Linked DNA regions of Mus musculus: all the other regions are linked to region 5. A link is a contact called in public ChIA-PET, HiChIP or PLAC-seq and promoter capture Hi-C data. All regions are on one chromosome and are shown on one strand. Each heading gives the region's core, a stretch centred on a gene start, on an enhancer-like site or on the middle of the called end of the contact. The rest is flanking DNA. Distances are from core to core; before and after follow the strand shown. Region 1 overlaps Swap70 (SWA-70 protein). Region 2 holds the start of Swap70 (SWA-70 protein). Region 3 overlaps Swap70 (SWA-70 protein). Region 4 has its middle 13 kb from the start of Wee1. Region 5 holds the start of Eif4g2 (eukaryotic translation initiation factor 4, gamma 2). Region 6 has its middle 33 kb from the start of Gm33204. Region 7 overlaps Usp47 (ubiquitin specific peptidase 47).

Evidence for each region. Promoter capture Hi-C pulls out the DNA fragments that hold promoters and counts their contacts. ChIA-PET counts read pairs in DNA pulled down with a chosen protein or histone mark. HiChIP or PLAC-seq counts read pairs in DNA pulled down with a chosen protein or histone mark.
Region 1: an H3K4me3 HiChIP or PLAC-seq map of bone marrow-derived macrophages shows a contact between it and region 5, with 4 times the contacts expected there. The contact joins the enhancer-like site here to the promoter of Eif4g2 in region 5. A contact is called at or near these places in 4 of 39 promoter capture datasets (hippocampal neurons, liver, neutrophils and 1 more), 2 of 115 datasets of contacts at active chromatin or transcription factors (bone marrow-derived macrophages and regulatory T cell precursor) and 1 of 9 other capture datasets (adipose tissue).
Region 2: a promoter capture Hi-C map of cranial neural crest shows a contact between it and region 5. The contact joins the promoter of Swap70 here to the promoter of Eif4g2 in region 5. A contact is called at or near these places in 4 of 39 promoter capture datasets (cranial neural crest, liver, neutrophils and 1 more), 1 of 115 datasets of contacts at active chromatin or transcription factors (large pre-B cells) and 1 of 9 other capture datasets (adipose tissue).
Region 3: an H3K4me3 HiChIP or PLAC-seq map of the 230-238 cell line shows a contact between it and region 5, with 4 times the contacts expected there. The contact joins the enhancer-like site here to the promoter of Eif4g2 in region 5. A contact is called at or near these places in 2 of 39 promoter capture datasets (liver and pre-B cells), 2 of 115 datasets of contacts at active chromatin or transcription factors (the 230-238 cell line and regulatory T cell precursor) and 2 of 9 other capture datasets (adipose tissue and embryonic stem cells).
Region 4: a contact with region 5 is called in an H3K27ac HiChIP or PLAC-seq map of embryonic stem cells, with 2.6 times the contacts expected there. The contact joins the enhancer-like site here to the promoter of Eif4g2 in region 5. A contact is called at or near these places in 16 of 39 promoter capture datasets (the HPC-7 cell line, HPC-7-derived erythroid cells, cranial neural crest and 10 more) and 3 of 115 datasets of contacts at active chromatin or transcription factors (embryonic stem cells, memory CD8 T cells and pro-B cells).
Region 6: a contact with region 5 is called in an H3K27ac HiChIP or PLAC-seq map of the NIH/3T3 cell line, with 8 times the contacts expected there. The contact joins the enhancer-like site here to the promoter of Eif4g2 in region 5. A contact is called at or near these places in 12 of 39 promoter capture datasets (the 3T3-L1 cell line, 3T3-L1-derived adipocytes, cranial neural crest and 8 more), 1 of 15 datasets of contacts at CTCF or cohesin (the NIH/3T3 cell line), 18 of 115 datasets of contacts at active chromatin or transcription factors (the NIH/3T3 cell line, SST interneurons, astrocytes and 15 more) and 2 of 9 other capture datasets (adipose tissue and liver).
Region 7: an RNA polymerase II ChIA-PET map of memory CD8 T cells shows a contact between it and region 5, with 21 read pairs. The contact joins the enhancer-like site here to the promoter of Eif4g2 in region 5. A contact is called at or near these places in 12 of 39 promoter capture datasets (the 3T3-L1 cell line, 3T3-L1-derived adipocytes, the C10 cell line and 8 more), 9 of 115 datasets of contacts at active chromatin or transcription factors (differentiating embryonic stem cells, effector CD8 T cells, embryonic forebrain and 6 more) and 3 of 9 other capture datasets (adipose tissue, liver and pancreatic islet).

The regions. Positions count from the first base shown.
Region 1 is chr7:110,269,214-110,271,913 of GRCm38.p6, forward strand. Swap70 (SWA-70 protein) reads left to right here. Exons shown (of 12, transcript NM_009302.3): 7 at 687-868. Among named protein-coding and RNA genes, the nearest start is that of Gm32861, 18 kb to the right of the region's middle. Within about 2 kb of position 1,383, at least 72 of the 459 cell types and tissues checked have an H3K27ac peak or open chromatin away from gene starts, as enhancers often do. A contact at or near this core is called in bone marrow-derived macrophages and neutrophils, where this site is marked.
Region 2 is chr7:110,220,366-110,223,065 of GRCm38.p6, forward strand. It overlaps Swap70 (SWA-70 protein), which reads left to right and starts at 1,338. Exons shown (of 12, transcript NM_009302.3): 1 at 1,338-1,544. The coding sequence starts at 1,446.
Region 3 is chr7:110,240,879-110,243,578 of GRCm38.p6, forward strand. Swap70 (SWA-70 protein) reads left to right here. Exons shown (of 12, transcript NM_009302.3): 2 at 2,506-2,646. Among named protein-coding and RNA genes, the nearest start is that of Swap70, 21 kb to the left of the region's middle. Within about 2 kb of position 1,288, at least 28 of the 459 cell types and tissues checked have an H3K27ac peak or open chromatin away from gene starts, as enhancers often do. A contact at or near this core is called in the 230-238 cell line and pre-B cells, where this site is marked.
Region 4 is chr7:110,107,983-110,110,682 of GRCm38.p6, forward strand. No RefSeq gene overlaps it. Among named protein-coding and RNA genes, the nearest start is that of Wee1, 13 kb to the right of the region's middle. Within about 2 kb of position 1,444, at least 283 of the 459 cell types and tissues checked have an H3K27ac peak or open chromatin away from gene starts, as enhancers often do. A contact at or near this core is called in the HPC-7 cell line, embryonic stem cells, hematopoietic stem and progenitor cells and 5 more, where this site is marked.
Region 5 is chr7:111,081,611-111,084,310 of GRCm38.p6, forward strand. It overlaps Eif4g2 (eukaryotic translation initiation factor 4, gamma 2), which reads right to left and starts at 1,420. Exons shown (of 22, transcript NM_013507.3): 1 at 1,175-1,420; 2 at 1-23.
Region 6 is chr7:111,975,291-111,977,990 of GRCm38.p6, forward strand. No RefSeq gene overlaps it. Among named protein-coding and RNA genes, the nearest start is that of Gm33204, 33 kb to the right of the region's middle. Within about 2 kb of position 1,316, at least 51 of the 459 cell types and tissues checked have an H3K27ac peak or open chromatin away from gene starts, as enhancers often do. A contact at or near this core is called in the NIH/3T3 cell line and trophoblast stem cells, where this site is marked.
Region 7 is chr7:112,052,229-112,054,928 of GRCm38.p6, forward strand. It overlaps Usp47 (ubiquitin specific peptidase 47), which reads left to right. Exons shown (of 29, transcript NM_001357952.1): 2 at 989-1,192; 3 at 2,614-2,700. Among named protein-coding and RNA genes, the nearest start is that of Usp47, 30 kb to the left of the region's middle. Within about 2 kb of position 1,378, at least 24 of the 459 cell types and tissues checked have an H3K27ac peak or open chromatin away from gene starts, as enhancers often do. A contact at or near this core is called in effector CD8 T cells and memory CD8 T cells, where this site is marked.

The DNA of each region.
Region 1 (2,700 bases), core at 133-2,632, 810 kb before region 5:
GTGTGCTATGCTATATAATAAATGGTAACTACTGTGATATGTATTTACATATAGGGAGGGAAGTGATTTCATAGACATAGCTGAGGGCAGAGTCTGTGTAATAGACTGCACATCAGATGCTAAGAACTTTGATTCTCTGCCCTTAGTGTGCCTTAATTTTTCTTGGCTTTAAAAACTGTTGTTATGTGTATGTGTGCTGATGATGTGTGTGTATGGGCATATATTGCCACATCTCATGTGTGGATCCCAAGGATTAAACTGGTCCAGGCTTTCACAGCTAAGTGTCTTTGCATGCTGAGTCATCTTGCCTGTCCTTATCTAGCATTTTGGGGAGTAGGAAAGGGCCAGGTATGTGGTATCAGCACTTGGTAACCAAAGACAGCAGGGTTGCTCTGAGTTTGAGGACAGACCAAACTGGGCTATCTAATGAAGCTCTGTCTTAGAAAGTGTGTGTGGGTGTATGTAGTGTGTAGTGTGTTTCCAGTGAAGTGTCTGTAAGCACAGGTGCACAGCTGTGGACCTGGACTCAGAAAAGACTTGAACGCACATCTTTCTCATGTGGGAGCTGGAGAAGCTGATACTGCCCAGGCTGAGCTCACTGGCACCATCGCACCCCGACTGGTGTTACATATTATTCGAGTTTAGATATATGTTGTAATTCCTGTTCTTTCTCCTTCTCCTTCTAGCCATTTACTCCACCATCCATCTGTTGAAGCTGGGCAGCCCCCCACCACACAAGGAAGCCCGCCAGCGTCGGAAAGAGCTCCGAAGGAAGCTGCTAGCCGAGCAGGAGGAGCTGGAGCGGCAGATGAAGGAACTCCAAGCCGCCAATGAAAACAAGCAACAGGAGCTGGAAAGCGTGAGGAAGGTTAGGCGCAGGACAGAGATGGCAAGGGAAACAGCAAGGGAAGCGCAAGCAACAGGAGCTGGAAAGCGTGAGGAAGGTTGGGCACAGGACAGAGACGGCAAGGGAAGCGCTGTCCCGCTTGGTACCCAAGCCACACACAGCCTCAGGAGCTTTGCTTTCTGCACAAAAGTTAGGAGTTGTTTGGTGAGCTGAGTTCTCAGAAGGTGTCCAGCCCTAGGGCTAGCAAGCTGTGTCTATAAGGGTAAAGCTCTGAGCTGTCCCTCTTAGAGATGGTGCTAAAGGGCTTAGACTTGAACCGTTGTTTTGTGTGTTCACACATGCTCTGACAGCTCTGTGGGATACACACACAGAAGTAGAACTGAGAAGTAGAAGGTGACCCAGATCTATAGGCAGGAAGGCTGGGCTCATGGAAGAGCCGCTGTCTTGAACAGTGCTGTTCACTCTGCTGCAGGAGGCTCTGTAGTCACCTGCTGCAGCCAGACATGGCGAATTCCAGTTTGTGACAATGACTAGTCATGTGTTTCTGAGGGGAACTAACTTGCTGTGGCGTTTGCTGGAGGTTCTTATGTCTTGCTGCTCTCAACGTCTCTTTGTGGTTTTACTGTGGTGTTGCGACTGCCGCTGTCCTTGTTTTACGGCAGGGCCTCAGTATGCAGCTTTGGCTGGCCCAAAGCTTCCTGTGTAGACCACACTGACCTCTAACTCAGAAATCAGCTCTGCCTGGGAGGAATGATGAGGCCACCATGTCTGGCACTGTCTTTGTTTTTTTTTTTTTATCTGTTTAGAATTTATAGAATGTGGACCAAGGTTTTCCATTATGTTGGGTAAAATTTCCATGTATTTCTTCAAGTATTTTTGCTCCCTTTTTACTTGTTCCACATGCTGTTGAACAGAATATTGTGTGTAACAGTCACCAGATTCTCTGATGCTGTTTATTTTTCTTGTTTTTCTGTCCTTCTGACTGTATAATTTCTGTGTATCTCTTTAGTAGCCCAAAGAGATTGTTGAGCCCCTCTAGTTGATTCTTTTTTGAAATAAGATCTTGAAGTCCTGGCTAGCCTTCAACTCTCTACATAGGGAAGTTGGCCTTGAACGTCTGCTCTTCCTCTTGCAGCTTCCAGTTCAGGAGTCCTAGGTGTGCTCCAGCACACCACGCCCTGGCTTCCTAATGCTGTGCACGCTGTGCACGGCGTGCACACCGTCCTCTAGAAGACTTACTCTTCAGTCGGTTCTTGAACATTGCAGCTCATCATTCTCCATTTGGTTCTTTTATATTAGCCTCTTTGGCCCTTGGTCTTGGGAAGATTATATGCCCAGTACAGGGGAACGCCAGGGCCAGGAAGCGGGAGTGGGTGGGTTGGGGAGTAGGGCAGGGGGAGGGTATAGGGGACTTTCAGGATAGCATTTGAAATGTAAATGAAGAAAATATCTAATAGAAAAAACTGAAATGGAAAAAAATTAATTAGCCTCTTTATTGATATGCTTTCTCCACTTGACCGAATATTGTTATTCCTTCTATTATATCTCTAACTGTGACTTCCTGTCATTCTTTTATAGTATATTTATTGTAATGGCTTTGTAGATATGCTCCTGTGCTGCTTCAAAGGCTGTGCCTGTTGACTGTTTTCCTACATAGGGGTTACACTTTCCTGTTTCCTCATACTTTTTTTTTTAGTTGAAAACTGGATGTTTTAGAAGATAAGGTGGTGTGGGAACTATGGATACTGATCCTGACACCCCTACCCGAAGCTTGCCATTGTGTGGTTATTTATTTAGTAGTGACTTGGCTGGACTATTTCCTGGACCCCCGAGGCCTTCAGTCTGCTCCTTAG
Region 2 (2,700 bases), core at 88-2,587, 860 kb before region 5:
TATTAATTTACAGGCAGGGTTTCATTTAGTCCTGGCTAGCTTCAACCTCCATATGTAGCTAAGGATGTCATTGGACTTCTGAATTCCAAGCGCTGGGATTACAGACATGCACCACCATGCCTGGTCTAGCACCGTGTAGTGCTAAGGATAAATTCAGGGCTTTGTACATGTTAGATAAGAGCTCTACCAACTGAGCTACACCATAGGCCCAAAGGAACTTTAAAGAGGAAAAATAAACTACACTTTGATCTGGGAATCCCCTGCTTTTGACTTTTGATAGTTATCCTTTCCATAGTGTCTAAGGATTGTGCTATTGTGATGAGATTCAAGTTACCCAGTCACAGTCACTACCCCAGGCAGTGGGAAAGAGCCTTCTGGACCATCTGGTATCTATGCTCTTTCTATTTGTGGAGAATTTGAAGTCAGAAGAGTTCAAGTGTAAGAGATGCCATCTGGGCACTTCTCTAGGTCTGGATGGATTCTTTTAAGTGGTCAACCATTCTCATTATTAAAATAGATGGAGTGATTTGCATGATTTCCAATAATGGGAGCACAATCCACCAGCGACAGCAACTTTACCTCCGTGAAGCTCTTCCTAGGATGTGAACTGATCCTAAGCGGCAGAGGTTAGAAAGAAAATGTTGCTGGGCTTATTAACTTCTATTTTACTCATTTATTTATTTATTTATTTATTTATTGTAGGTGTGTGGGCATGCGGTGGAAGTCAGGAGACGACTTGCGATTCTCATTCCCCTATGTGGGTTTAGGAGAGAGAACTCAAAATCGTTAGGTTTGGCATCAAGAGCCTTTATCTATGAGCCTTTATAAGCCTATCATTGACTTCTTAACTCTTCTTAAAACTTGTTGCTCTGCCCCTAGAGGCCACTACAGAGGGCCATCAATGCATATTTGCAAAGTGCATGAAGCAACTTTCTTAGATTTCTATTTTTGTTTCTGTCTCCTTCTTTATCCTTCCTGATTTGGGACTGAGCATTCCAGGCTCTGCCTGGACATTTTTCGGGGTCTTGTCTGGCCTCTTAAGACCGTGACTCCATCCCAGGACTGAACCAAGACTCCTTTAATAACTGTGAGACTCCTGCAAAAGCCTCAGTGGCTGATCACTCCAGTCTTGAGTGTTCCTCGGGCTGGTGGGCATTCCTTTGGGAGCACATGCGAGCTTTGAAAATGGCCTGAGTTGGTGTGGAAACCCACCACAAGGACTTTGCGTGTTGTTTACGTCCCCGTAGTGGGCAGAGGGTATCCCAGGGCTGGTTGGTAAGACGGAGGGGCGGGACCAGAGGGGTGTGCCCTTTGGGAGGGCGGGGCCTGCAGCGGTCAGGTGACCGCGCGGCGGGCCGAGTCTTCTGTGGGGATCCTGCAGGAGGCAGAGGCGCTGAGTTGCCGACTGGGCTGACCAGGTCTGTTAGGGCAGCGCGGCCGCGGCCATGAGGGGCTTGAAAGACGAACTGCTCAAAGCCATTTGGCACGCCTTCACCGCGCTCGACCTGGACCGCAGCGGCAAGGTCTCCAAGTCGCAACTCAAGGTGAGCCCCCTGCCGGCGCTCTTCCTGTAGGGCACGGGACCCGCGGCGGTGTCCGCAGGGAGGGCTGCTTGGGAATGTGGCGGGGCGGCGGTCCTCACTCTTCCTCAGGCCTCCGGGCGGTGCGCGGGGGTGGACGCGCTCCTGCGGCTCCCGCGACGGCCGAGGTGCGCTCCGAGAGGCGCCGCGGGACCCGCAGAGCGTCTCCCCCCGCCACGGGCTGTATGGGGGCCCGGGAGCCTCAGGCTCGCCTCCGGGACGCTGAGCAGAGCCTCCCCGCCCCGGCGTCCGCAGACCTTGGGGCCAGTGAGAGCGCGTGCGGAGCGGCCCCGGGTCTTACGGGCTCCCTGCAAAGGCCATTGCTTTTGCAGAGTCCTCCTCAGGGCTGCCTAAAGACTCCAGAGTATGAGGTACGCATAAAGGGATACTTGTAAGTCGAGTAAACCCCAAAGTGGCACCCAGCCAGGAGAAATTGGCAGCGTCTTGAAAAGCCTGAAATATAGAAACAGACAAGAGGAGCCATTCAACAGGCATTTTTAAAATATACACATTTTGGATCTGAATGACTGGGTTTTCTTAGCCTCTTCTAAGAAAAAAAATTTCCGAAGTTTGGGTTTGCTTTGTATATTTTGTGTAGTAAATGAGGAAGTTCTTTTCAGTAGTGACTTTTATTGCCAGCAGGATCTGGCGGGCTCACTTGTTTTCCTTTTGATCTTATTCATTAAATCATAGTCTGGAAGGACCGATGGAAATTAGTCACATACTTTTACTTTAAAAAAAGTAATATACGGGGTCTTGGAGAGATGGATGCTCCGTGGTTAGGGGCGACTGCTCTTCCAGAGGTCCAGAATTCTGTTCCCAGCACCCACGTGGGATAACTCACATAGCTATAGGGGTAGCCTATAATTCCAGCTCCAGGGGCTGCCTCTCGCGTCTGTGGGCAGCAGCACACACATTTTCACATGCACGCTCATAATTTAAAAATAATATTTAAAAAAGTTAATAATAGGTTTTTCTGGTGTACAGTTCAACGAGTTTTAGCACACGTAGGAAGTAACTATCACTAACTAACTAGGATTTCATCAGTTCTGTCCCACAAAGCTTTGTCATACTGCCCCATCTCCAACAGGTGGTAACCACGGATCTGTTCTAGTCTTCC
Region 3 (2,700 bases), core at 38-2,537, 840 kb before region 5:
TGTATCCCAGATCCCCCACCCACGTATCCTAAGGTGTGTGTGTGTGTGTGGTTTGTGTACACATGGCTGCATATGTTTTGGTGGCTCAGAATTAATGCTAGGTATCTTCCTTAACTGCTCTGTACTCTGAATCCAGAACCAATTCCAGCTAGTCTATCCTGACGCTCCCCTCCTAACCTTCCTCCAGAGCACTGGGATTACAAGCCGCTGCCGTCCCTGCTGTCCACGGGGCAGGTATTACAAGCTCATGTGCCCACAGTTGCCTTAGATCCTGGGTGTTAGGATTTGCTCATGTGTGAACAGCAAGCTCTCTGAGCCATCTCGCAGGCCATGACCTTTTTTCTTTCCTTTTTCCTTTTCCTTTTCCTTTTCCTTTTCCTTTTCTTTTTCTTTTTCTTTTTCTTTTTCTTTTTCTTTTTCTTTTTCTTTTTCTTTTTCTTTTTCTTTTTTCTTTTCTTTCCTTTTCCTTTTTCCTTTTTCCTTTCCTTTCTTTCCTTTTCTCTTCTTTTCTTTTCTTTTCTTTTCTTTTCTTTTCTTTTCTTTTCTTTTCTTTTCTTTTCTTTTCTTTTCTTCTTAAGCAAAATGAGAGGTGCAGAGTAGGGTGTAGTTCAGAGGTAGAGTGCTTGCTTAGCCATGTGTCAAGCCCTGGCTTCAAATCCAAGAACAGGAGACAATAACCTAGACAACAAAAGCAAAGAACTTTTTTTTTTTTTTTTTTTTTTTTTTTTAAGGAGCTGCTATGAGTCCTGTTTTCTATCCCTGGCCTTCCACCAACCTAGTCCTTTCCCTCACTGTTAATAGTTTCCTGTGTATTCCTTTGGAATTCCTTATTTTTTTCTCTCTTTTCATTTATCTTGTGACACTTGAATATTATATACCCTTAAAAAAACGTAGTTTATCGTGGAGTTATTTTCTTGTCAGTACACAGTGAGCTTCATCATGATTTTGACATTTTATAGACATACCATAATTTAACCACTGGTTGGGGATTTTTACTTGGTAAAGTCCCGAGTGATTTTTATGTTTGGATGGTCTTTGAACCTGATATAGGAATTTTTCTTTGTCATTTTAAGCATTTTATGGTCTTGAAATCAATCCTTACAAATCTCTTTGGGATAGATAGAAGAAATAATATATTTAGGATTTTGCTGACTGTGGTGTGCAAGGCTTCATGACATCTCTACTGTGTTCCTCTCAGAGGCTCCACTGGTGTATAATAATACAGGGTCTGAGGAACACAGCCGCTCAGCCTGCTTGGTAGGGCTGGTAAACGTCTGCACTGCTGCACCCGCGACGATTAGTAATTGACTTCCTTAAAATTGATAGAGCGTGCACAAAGGATCTCCACACAGATGAAGCTTTGAGAAACAAAACCAGTATAGAAAGGAGATATGCAAATGTTCTTTTTATAGATTAAAACTTTTAATCTTAAAAAGACCTAACTGAAATAGGTGTATGCAGAAGTTGACTTCCTTAATGAAATTGAAGGTGCTTATGTAGATGAATGTGGCGCCCTCCGTCCCCACCAGGGTTTCTCTGTATAGCCCTGGCTGACCTTGAACTCAGATCCACCTGCCTCTGGGACTAAAGGACTAGAGTTCGCAGCTATGTCCAGCGAATGTGGCAAAGAGTAGTTAGTTAGCACAGCCTTAACCTTACTTGATCTGTTCAGTATTCAAACGAAATGGAAGTTGCTCTAGTTTCCATGTAACTTAAAGCTTGAGACAGGTGAGTTTGCTGAGTCTCTCATGAGTGCTTAAGTGTGCACTTAGGTTACTGTGCCACAGCAGTAGTCCTGTGTGTGTGCTCTGGCATAACAGGTCTCCTCCCTTCCGCTCTGGTCCCCCGACCCCTTTTGCTGAGGATGTAGCCCAGGGCCTCCGCACACGAGGCAGGCACTCTGCCACTGAGGTGCATCTCTAGCTAGCCGTCTTTTTCTTCTGTGTCTGTGAATATTTATCCTTTTTGGTTTTGAGACTAGGGATATGCCAGTCTGGCCTGAAACTCGTTGCCCCGTTTGACTCCAGACTCACAGTCTTCTGCTGGAGCTTCCCAAAGGCTATGTTAATATGGTTCTTTCTAATACATGGGAAATGTTGAGTCCAGGGCAGCTGTGTCTTGTCTAGGTCAGATACCTTCTCCAAAACGCTTTACAGCATTTGTTAGTTTCTGTAAACAAATTCTCATGGCCAAGCAGGTTGACGAGGGGAAGAGTTTAATTTTAAATGCATTCTATTGTGCCTGCTCCCCTTTCCTCCATAATGTGGACTACTTAATAAGAACCGTCAAGAAGTATTTGTTCTCAGACCTTCATGGGGTCTGACTCATGGTGAGCAGGTGAAACAGATCTTGGAAAAAGGAATGAAAAGACTTGAGCCATACCCCATGTTTGGTAGATTCTTCTCATTTTTTACTTAGAGCAGGGGCAGCTTGTTGTTCACGTGGGTAAGGTGTTACGTGGTGGTAAGCGGGTGTCTTTACAGTGTTGTTTTTCCCTCCTCTTAGGTCCTTTCCCATAACCTGTGCACGGTGCTGAAGGTTCCACATGACCCGGTTGCCCTTGAGGAGCACTTTAGGGATGACGATGAGGGGCCTGTCTCCAATCAGGGCTACATGCCATATTTAAACAAGTTCATTTTGGAAAAGGTATGCTGCTAACCCTTTTACCCACAGCTTTTTTTTTTTTTTTTTTTGGTTTTG
Region 4 (2,700 bases), core at 194-2,693, 970 kb before region 5:
ACCTTTATCTCTCTCTCTCTCAAAAAAAAGTCTCAAAAGGACTTTGTAGTGTATCACTGTATTGTTCCCAATATCCAATATTCCCAGTTGTTCTCAGTTCCCAATATCTGGCCTGTAGATAAATCTTAGTATGGATTCACTAAAGGAACTAACAAGGCAGCAATAGACATACTTTTGTATGTACTGTTCGTATTTTGCAATCTGCAGAAATGTTTCTATAAGGGCTCTGGGTCAAATAATACATTATCTCAGAAATCACTAAAACAGTCTTTTTTTTAAAAAATATTTATTTATTATATGTAAGCACACTGTAGCTGTTTTCAGACATGCGAGCCACCATGTGGTTGCTGGGATTTGAACTCAGGACCTTTGGAAGAGCAGTCGGTGCTCTTAACCTCTGAGCCATCTCTCCAGCCCCCCCCCCCTTTTTTTTAAAGATTTATTTATTATTGTATGTAAGTACACTGTAGCTGTCTTCAGACACACCAGAAGAGGGCGTCAGATCTTGTTACGTACGGATGGTTGTGAGCCACCATGTGGTTGCTGGGATTTGAACTCTGGACCTTCGGAAGAGCAGTCGGGTGCTCTTAGCCACTGAGCCATCACTCCAGCCCCTAAAACAGTCTTTAAAAACATTTTTAAAAACAAATTAGATCTGACTGATCTAGTAATGAGATCTGACTCCCTCTTCTGGTGTGTCTGAAGACAGCTACAGTGTACTTACATATAATTAAAAAAAAAAAAAAAATACCAGGTGGTGGTGGCAGTGGTGGGGCATGCCTTTGATCCCAGCACTTGGGAGGCAGAGGCAGGTGGATTTCTGAGTTCGAGGCCAGCCTGCTCTACAAAATGAGTTTCAGGACAGCCAGGACTATACAGAGAAACCCTGTCTTGGAAAAAAAATTTTTTCAGTAAAACATTTTAGTACTATTTATTTTTCTGTACGTGTGGGAACATCATGCCATAGAACACATATGGAGGGTGGTCCGAGGACAGCCTCTCCTGTAGCTGCCCCTGGAATGTTCTCTGCCCTCTCAGCTCTTCCAAAGCAACACTTCCTGTAGCATGTGTGATTTGTCTCCTGTTCTGACCTGTGTGAAGGCAGCCTGGAGGTGGTAGGCTAAGCATGATGTTTAAACATGAGACACAGTCATATGGGGACTTGGTTGTTGCACTTAGGAAGTGGTGTTTGTTTTCCTCTGTGTATGCATCTGGGCTTCCAACTGCCTGACCAAGTCACAGAGCTGGGTTCTCTTTACCTACCCAGCTGCTGGGTGAGCTCATCTTGATCCTATCTGCGGTGAAGCAGGGTCCTTTACAGAACTTTAAAACTTACCAGTGAGTCATCAGGCCCCGACAACAAAAGCCAAACACTGTTTAGTTGCTGCTAGAAACCAGCAAGGGAGGAACGGGAGGCCGGGAGGCAGCCGTCGCGCCCCTCCCCCTCCCCGACAAGGTTTCTGACTCACTGAAGAAGTCACCACGTCTTATGTACTGCTCCAACTTCAGCAAAGCCTGCTTAATTCATTACAGTGTGACCAGCCAACAGGAGCTGTCCTTGTTGCTCCTGGTGTGGTCACCCAGATCATTTCCTGTACATGTCACAAATCCCAGGGACGGGCAATTACTCGATTATCTGCTTTTCTAGTGGCTGATCTGTTTGGGACTCGGGATTTTTATTTAGGACATTTCTGTGATCTTTTTACTTAAAAATAAAATTAAAAAAAAGCATCCCTTTATGTCTTTGTTAAGAGCAAGGTAACGAGGATTGAACCCTGAGTTTTGTACATGCCAGCCACACACTCTCCCCTGCACTATACACCCCCAGCTCAAGAAGCGGGATGAGGCGGTGGGGGGTGGGGTTGTGATGGATTACAAAATTGCTACTGTGAGACTAGAAGTGTAGAACACTTGCCTAGCATGTACAGGGCTCTGGGTTTCATCCCCAGTATTGCAATAAAAATAAAAATTAATTTGGGTGGTGTTAGTGCATGCCTTTAATTCTAGGACTCCAGAGGCAGAGGCAGTTGGATGCCTGTAAATTCGAGGCCAGCCTGGCCTACATTGAGTTCTAGGACAGTGGGGATTATACAGAGGAACCCTGAAATGACCACAGAAAGCAAATAGGAAATACAAGAGTTAGTTTGGTTTGGTGCTCCATAGAGCTGCAAGTCTGAAATATGCTGCTTGTGAACTCTTATGTTGCAGTGATGTGACTGGGATTGGGGGTGGGGGCAGTCTGCATTTTCTCTTGAGAAAGGACTTCCTGTCTGATGGCCGAGAGCTGCAGAGATAACTGGAGTTAGCCTCCTCCCACTAATATGCTAGGTTACCGTCAAAATCCATGCTGCTTGCAGCCACCCTGGCCTCCCACCTACCCCTCCCCACACCCTATTTTGGCTTCATTTTAATTTTACCAGTGTTTTGCCTGCAAGTACGACTGTGCACCATGTGTGCCTTGTGTTAGTGGAAGATAGAAGAGGGCATCAGATCCCCTGGAACGTTGTGAGTTGCCATGTGGGTCCTTGGAACTGGACCAAGTCCTCTGGAAGAGCAGACAGTGCTCTTAATTGCTGACACAATTATGCATTTTTTCCCCAAGATCCTAAAATGTATCACTCTTTGTTGGATACCATTCTGATACTTTGTTTTTAATTGCTTACTGTTGGGTATATGCATGGTATGTGTGAGAGAGATAAA
Region 5 (2,700 bases), core at 170-2,669:
AGGGGATGGTAGAAATGAAAAGCCTGGAAAGAGAGAAAACACCAAAATTAGGTACTGCCATACTGAGCTATAAACTTTCAAATATAATTTATTTCCGCTCCCAGCACTGCAGCTGGTTGAACTTTCACTGCATTGCAGCCCTCAGAAGACTAAAATAGAACGAAGTCAAAACCCACAAATACACAATAAAACCTGTTTAGCCCCGTGGATTCTCTTAGTATTCAAGGATGCAAAGAACAGCTTTTGTGAGAAAAATAAAATGAAAAAAAATCTGGATGCTGCCTAGGAAGCAGCCGTATTATGGGGCCTTTAAAATTAAACAGAAATGCTATCAAGACCGGCGGTGCTACAAGGGATATGTCTGCGGTACTAAAATGGGTGGCCGGGGTGGTGACAGGCCGGCCAGAGCCTCACTACCCGGTGTTGGGCAGCTTTTCCTCCGCTCGTCTTTATAAGCCCTTCCTTTTACACAGGGCGCGTGTGGAAAGCCGCCGGAAGGCCGGGGCCACAACACAACATGGCAGCAGGCACCTCCGCCCCACTCCGCGCGAACAAAAGAGCAGCGAGTTCCTCCCCCAGGCCCAGGCTGGCTCAGCTTCCGAGCGGCGTCTAGCGAGGGCCCAGGCCTGGGCGGGAGGCGCCCCCTCCGGGCCGGCCCTTTGTTCTCCCGCAGGAAGGCGGCCTCCTGCCCACCCGCCGCCTCCACCATAAATCCCCCGGCTGACAGCGCCTCGGCTGCCAAGGCCCACAAAGGGACCGAGACTCGCTCTTGGCGTCGCCCGAGTGGGACATCCCGCAGTAGGGCCACACACCTCCTCCCCGCCGGGAGGCCGGGCTCCGGACTCGTCCGCCTCGCTGGTCCCGCGCCAACGGCCGGGCCCTGCCGCGGGCCGCGTCCCTCCCGCCGAGGCGCGAGGCCTGCCACGCTCGCACGCTGTTCCCGGATCCCACGTCAGGATCCCGGCTGCGCCCGCCACTCGACCGCACGTCAGCCTAGCTCTTCGGTCGACACAGGAAGGAGCGCGGAGGCCATAGATTTCTAAGTAGCCCAAAGGCAGAGGAAAGGCCGCCCCGCCCGGCTCCGCCTGCGGCCGCCATTTTGTTCCACTCGACAAGAAGCGGCCAGGGGCGGCGGCCATCTTAGAGGGCTCCGCTCGGCGGCGACTCCACTCACCTTCACCGAGAACTCAGCAGCTGCCACCGCAGCTGCCTCCTCTGGATCCGGTCGTCGGGGACGGGGAAGGGAGGGGGAAGGGGAACGGAAAACAAAAAAGGGGGAGGGAAGGGGGAGGAAGGAGACGCGGCCGGCTTGAAAGTCTCAGCTCAGAGGAGTAGCTGCTGCAGCCGCCACCTGGTACCCGCCGCCACCTCCATAGAGCTCCGGCTCGCTGCTGGCGCTGAGGCGTGTCTGAAGCCCAACTTATCACTCTGAGGCGGCCGACCCACTAGAGCCTCCCCGAGTGGCTCCTTCGCTATCCAATCAGCAGCCGGGCTTCCGTCCGCTACCAATCCGCGCAGGGCGGCGGGGAGGAGCCAGCGGGCAAGCTCGGTTGCGGCGCAGCCTCGCCGCAGTGCGCAAAGCCATATTCGCGAAGGCTCTGGGGCCAAGCCAGTGGCGTAAGGGCGGCGGGCCGGCGCGCTGCGGGACTCTTGCGTAGCGCCGGGAGCCCAGTGAGTGTGCGCCGCCGGGCCGCCTGGTCTTCCTGGGCCGGCGCTTTGTTCCGGAGTCCCAGCCTCATGCTTGCATAGAAGAACCTTTTCCTCGCCTCTCCTCCCTGACCCGCCCGGGCCTGGCGTCCTGAGGGCTCGGCGTGGCCTTGCGGCCTGGCCTCGGTTTAGCGTCTGGGAGCTTTGCTGAAGAGAGGGACGTGTGCCCATCGATAGGAATGCGTTCTGTTTGTTGGTCCTCCATCTGCAGAGTAACGAGAAAAGGATCAAAGGAAGGGCTTTGTATCCCAGGCTAGAGGCAGCTTTAACTCAAATGCTCGGCCTGCTGTCACCGAGCTTGACCCAGACAGTATACTAGGCTGGCTTGAGAAGTGTTTGCAGAGCGCGGGCATTTGGAAATTGCAAAGTCATTTTTTAAAGTTTTTCCTTCATTTTTAACAAACATTAAAGACGGGCAGCGCAGTGCTTTCATTTTATTTAAGGGCTATATAGGAAAATGAAGCATTTCAAACTATACTTCCAGGTGGTATTTTAAAAGATGGGTTATGTATGTATGCCACAGTATGCAACATTTTAGCTTTCCAAAAATGAAGGTATGTAAACGAGAAATGTCCCATCTCTGTTAAGCATGCATTTTTTTTTTTCAATAAGATGGGTTACTAAACTAAAGCACGTGTGTTTTCAACAGTCATGGCTTGGAATTCATTCCCAAGAGCTGGGTTTTCAAAGACCCAAACGTAATTTGGCATGTCTTGGTGTTGAAAGCCCTAGTTCTTAAATAGAATTTTCAGCAGACAATTGTACTTTCCTTAGTATTTAAGTCTGCTGAAAAGTGTGGCTTTGAAGGTTTATAATTCTAGTAAACTTAGGTCTTTGCCTTAGAATTAATGCTATTAAATAAACTTTCACTTAAACTAAAAACTGTAAAAACCATTTTTATTTGGGGGTTAAGTGTAAAAAAGAAAAGCATTTTTTAGGAGAGGGGCAATTTTTTTCAATATAAGAGATTTTGCTTTGTATATATAACTTGTA
Region 6 (2,700 bases), core at 66-2,565, 890 kb after region 5:
TGTTTTCCCCCATCTTACAGATGAGAAAACAGGTTTTTTCAAAGTTAAGTAACTTGTTCAAGGCCACACATAAAAAGGAAATGGCAGAACCAGAAATTAAACTGGTCTATCGGGTCCCAATCACTAAGTCACTGTTGCCTCTTACTAATTCTCTGCAACCAACTCACTTACTTGCCTTCCCCCTCTGAAGTCTTACCAAAGTGCACTACTTTTTCTCAACCCAGTCTAAGGAGCCTGTGGACTCTCCCTCACAGCCATTTCCTCCCGCAGGCCAACTCTGAACTTCTACCCAAACATTATGTTCTTCAAACGTCTGTCCAGAATGGAGCTTCTCCTTCCAAATATGATTTGCCCCTGTTCTTCCCAAGTGTGTCCTCAGTCTACCTAGCACCCAGGCTTGGGAACTTCATGCACTTCATTAAGTTCTGCCTTTTGATCCTTTTAATAATCAGCTTATTAATTTTACTCCAAGACATTTCTCTAGGGTTCCTTCTCACTGATCATCCTGATTCAACAGTACTAATGGATGCTGAGCATCCTGCCCTTCCCTCACCCATCCTATAACTAACCCTCTCTAGGACACCCATCCACTCAGGTTGCTGATCTCAAGTCCAGGACTTGGAAACAGCTCTCTTGAAGACTTGAGTTTGGTCTCCAGAACCTATGTGGAAAAGCAAGGCTTGTGGGCTGTGCTTGTACTCCTAATGCTTCGGGGAAGAGACAGGCAGGTCCCTGGGGCTTGTTGGACAACTAGCTTAGCTTATTTAGTGAGCTCCAGACTAAATAAGAGATTTAAATCTAAATGAGAGATTCTTGCTTTCTCAAACTCCATAGTTTCTCTCTCTCTCTCTCTCTCTCTCTCTCTCTCTCTCTCTCTCTCTCTCTCTCTCTCTCTTTCTCTCTCTCTCTCTCTCACACACACACACACACACACATGAAAGCACCCACACAAACATGTACATGCACACACAAACCCACACATGCACACACATGCACAAGCATGCACACACACAAACACACACAAATGCATAACACATTCACCACAGACACAAAGAATCCAGTTTAAACTCCTTACACAGGTAAAGATCTACCCTAGTCCACCTTCCTGATGTCTATGAAACAAAACTTCCAGAAGTTCTGCATACACTTTGGCATTCCTCCTAACAGCCCCCAAGCTATCCCTCCTGCACCTCTAATCCTATCAAGCTTCGTTCAGATGTTCTCTCCAAAACTTTGCCTCAGGTGCTGAGTCAGTCATGAGTGTGTCTCCCTCCTCCGAACTTCCTGCACATGATGTCATGTGTGTGAGTCAATGTGGCTTTCTGCAGTGATTCAGCTGTTTGTCTGTACATCTTATAATCCACACTAGATGTGAGTTTCTGCTGGACCATGATTCACCTTGGTATTTGACAAACTTAACACAGACCCTAGTATGGGGCAGCTACTTCTTAGCTTGATTTTTCTGTTTTGGTTTGGTTTGGTTTGGTTTGGTTTGGTTTGGTTTGGTTTGGTTTGGTTTGGTTTGGTTTGTTTTTCTTGGTTTGGTTTGGTTTGGGGTTTTTTTGAGACAGGGTTTCTCCTGCTGTGGTGGAACTCGCTCTCCCAAATGCTACGATTAAAGGCATGTGCCTCCTGCCTGATTCTTAGCTTAATTGTTAAGGACTCTTTTGATATATGACTGCCAAACTACTTAACAGAGGTCAGAGCAACTAAGCCTTTAAAGTACATTCAAATAACCACCCACAGCAGGCGACCTGGCTCACCCAGGTCCCTGGATGGTCTAGCCAGAGGCTGTCCTGATACAGTCCTGTGGGGCGCACTCTAGGATAAGCCACCCCACTGGTACCAAACTCGTTTTCTAGTATTTCCCACCACACCCTGAAAGGTAAGAACATGCCATTACCCATCGTCACAGGCCAGGCTACAAGATGCTAGGTGGAGACTGAACCTCTCTACCATGATGAAAAACGATAACTGGTGCCAAATTACTCGCTTGTCAGACTCCATTCGTCTCTGTTTCTCAAGCTACTTCTGTACCCAGAGGCCTCCATCAAAAGGCTCCAGCTTGTCCCTGGAACCTGGGTTCAGGGAAAGTTCAAGATTGTGCAAAGACAGAGGGAACCTCCAAAGTCTAAACTCATGAGAACGATAGGCAATCCCCACTAGTCCTTCATCCAGAGCAGAGCCAGGGTGGGGTCTGGAAACAAGTTGCTATCTTATCTCTGTATACTTGAAAGTCCTGGGATAGGAATAGTTCCATTCTCAAGGCTTCTGGATAGCACAGAGAATAATCTAAAACAGAAGATCAAACGGTCAAAAACTGGAAGTTGGAATTTTTTAATCAGATCTGGTTACTTCCCATTAAAGCAAGCTAGTCTAAAAATGAGCAGAAATCCATTATTCCCATCGCCTGTACTACCCAACAATATTGTTGTACGCATCAAAATTGCTGATAAAGTAGACAGAGTTTATATATATATAGATTAGATATAGATATATGTCGCTCACATGACAATTGTACGTAGGAGTCTAAGGCATAGGAGAGGAGGCTGAAGATGTGGTCAGCAGGCTTTATATACAAAATATTAAACCTTTACCCTGCCCAGTGATAAATTACGATTATTAGGAAACAAAGTTTCAGAAGTAATATCCCAAGATCACATAGCTTCTAAATGCCAGTCTTTCTAAGGCAACAGGGAA
Region 7 (2,700 bases), core at 128-2,627, 970 kb after region 5:
GTGTTCCAAGTAAACTTCTCAGGATGGGAAGGGAAGGTGTTGCCACAATTTTGATAGAAGATACTCTGATTATAGCATGAGAACAGAGCAACAAGGGATGCCTAAGTAGACTAGAAGAGGAAAGCTGGAACTGGAAGACGCTCAGCTTGGCTCTGGTTTCAGAAGCTGGGTAGATATAGGTAACTCATGTTGAGGTCGCCATTAGATGAGGAAGAGGGAATTTCTTCTACTCAAGCATCTGGTGTGTTCAGACACAGTTGATTTAACTGTTAGTATCATGAGAAATGGAAAAGGAAGTCAGTATTTTCAAGAGCTTAAGGGAGGGTATAGGGCATACTTGTTTTTTTTTTTTTTTTGAGAAGGATATATATATTTTTTTAAATTGTCTTGACATTTACTGATAAAAAGAAGGAAGGAAAATTTATAATTCAGTTTCCAGGTTGATAGCTGAAAAGACTTGGTAATGATATATTTTTAAAGGTCAAACTTGTTAATTGAGAACTTTTTACATGTATGAGTGTTTTGCCAGCATGTGTGTCTGTATACCACCAAAATGCTTGGTGCCTGTGGAAGCCAGAAGAGAGCATTGGATCTGGAGCTGAGTTAGAAGTGCATATGAACTCATGCTCAGCATGAGTACTGAGAACTAATAAATTCAGGTCCTTTAGAAGAGCAACAGGCTCTCTTAACCTGAGTCATTGCTTTAGCCCTAAATTTTGTAATTTTTAACTTTAAGTTTTCATGGCTTCTTGGCTCTATTGCTTTATAACCTTAAAAGGTAAAAGCAGATACCCATAGGAATGGCTACTTCCCCCAAAGCAATCATGGTGCTTATGTTTGACATGATCTATTGGGATGTGTTTCAAACAGAGTAAAACAACACAGAGAAAATACTGTCTTATGGGTTCTTTACGCTGATCATAAAATTTTATGGTTAGTTATACTTGTGTTTCTTTTAAGAATAATTGAAACTTTTTTAAAATTTCAGATAGAAAATGCTGCTGAAGAACCTAGAGTCTTATGTATAATACAAGACACTACTAACTCGAAGACAGTGAGTGAACGGATCACATTAAATTTACCAGCATCTACCCCAGTCCGAAAGCTCTTTGAAGATGTGGCCAACAAAGTAGGCTACATAAATGGAACCTTTGATTTGACCAGGGAAAATGGAGTCACTACTGCTGACATGGTAAACCCTCAGACTTAAAGCATTTGCTTAAGCTGCTAATAATAATGTCATAGCTGTGATTACTGCTGTTGTTAGTGGTGCTAAAATGAAAGCTTGGACATTACAATTTCCTTTATATGGTTATCAAAACCGTATAGACACAGTGACTGATCCCTCTTCCCTTGCCTTGGTTCTAGAGTCACCAGTTGTCCTAAAATTTGCATAATATCAGGTCATCAGTTTTGTATTCATAAAAAGGTGACTATTATACATATCAACTAAAGGAAATTTTTCATGTTTACTGGAAGTTTATTTTAATAAAAATTATGAATAAAATCACTTTCATTTCCTTTTATTTGTGTAACTGTGCATTTTAACTCTCAAGCTCAAAGGTATTTCTGATGTATGCAGTCTCAGATGTGTGAGTTTGTTTTATGTCTCAGTTTCTGTGGTAGTAACTGCTTGCTTCCTTTGTGATGTTTCTGTTTCATTTTCTGTGTTGTCTCATTTCTATACTGCAGCATCTCCCCAAAGGCTTAGTGATTCTTGTTTTACTCGGAGATCTTTGTAGTCAAGAATCTGCATGGAGGCTGACTAAATGTGCAGTATTCAGTTTCCATTTTCATGTTAGAGGGATGGGGCGTGCCGATGTTAGCCCATCTCTCTGGGGTTGAGAGATGACCAGCATCTGGTTGCATGGTTCTGCTCTCTACCTCGGTGGCTATAGTATCCAGAGAGAATAAATTCTGATGTCCACTGCTTAGTCCAAGGAGGAAAAGGAGGGGCTGGCCTGACCAGAACGCCTTTCCTCGTTTGTTCACTAGTGTTTTCTACCACCTTTATCTCCATAAGTCTCCTAGAGGCACTTTGAACTGTAGGTACTTTGAGCTCTAGGGTTTTTCTAGATTTGTTTTTTTCATAAGTCATAACTGTTTTCTATCTTACTTTTTAATTTCTCAGAATTTCTGGTATGTTCATAGTACTCTGTTTTCCTGTGCTATTGCTAAATTTTTAAAAACAAAAAGCAAAAAAAAAAAAAAACCTTTTGACATTCTTGGAGATTGGAGGATTATTCAGTAGTTATATAACTTTTTCTAGTTTTTATGAAAATCTATTGCATTGCATACATTTTAGAAAAAGAAATCTATGTGCATGTACAAGCAGTATTGATTTTTAGTACACATTATGCTTACATCAATCCCTTCGCCTTTTCTTTGTTTGGGGTTTTAGATGCTGGGGAATGTGACCCTCTGGGATGCTCACAGCATAAACTGTCAATTGAGCTCAGCAATTCAGCTCGTGATAGAGGGGTTCATTCAAAATCTAGCTTAAAAGAAATTTAGCCAAATCATTACTGAAATATTTACATATAAATATGTGTGTGTTTGGTGTTTTATTATCACATTTTTATATATACTCTTAACATTATTTTGTACCCATAGGCACCACTGGATCACACCAGTGACAAGTCTCTTCTTGATGCTAATTTTGAGCCAGGAAAGAAGAACTTTCTGCATTTGACAGATAAA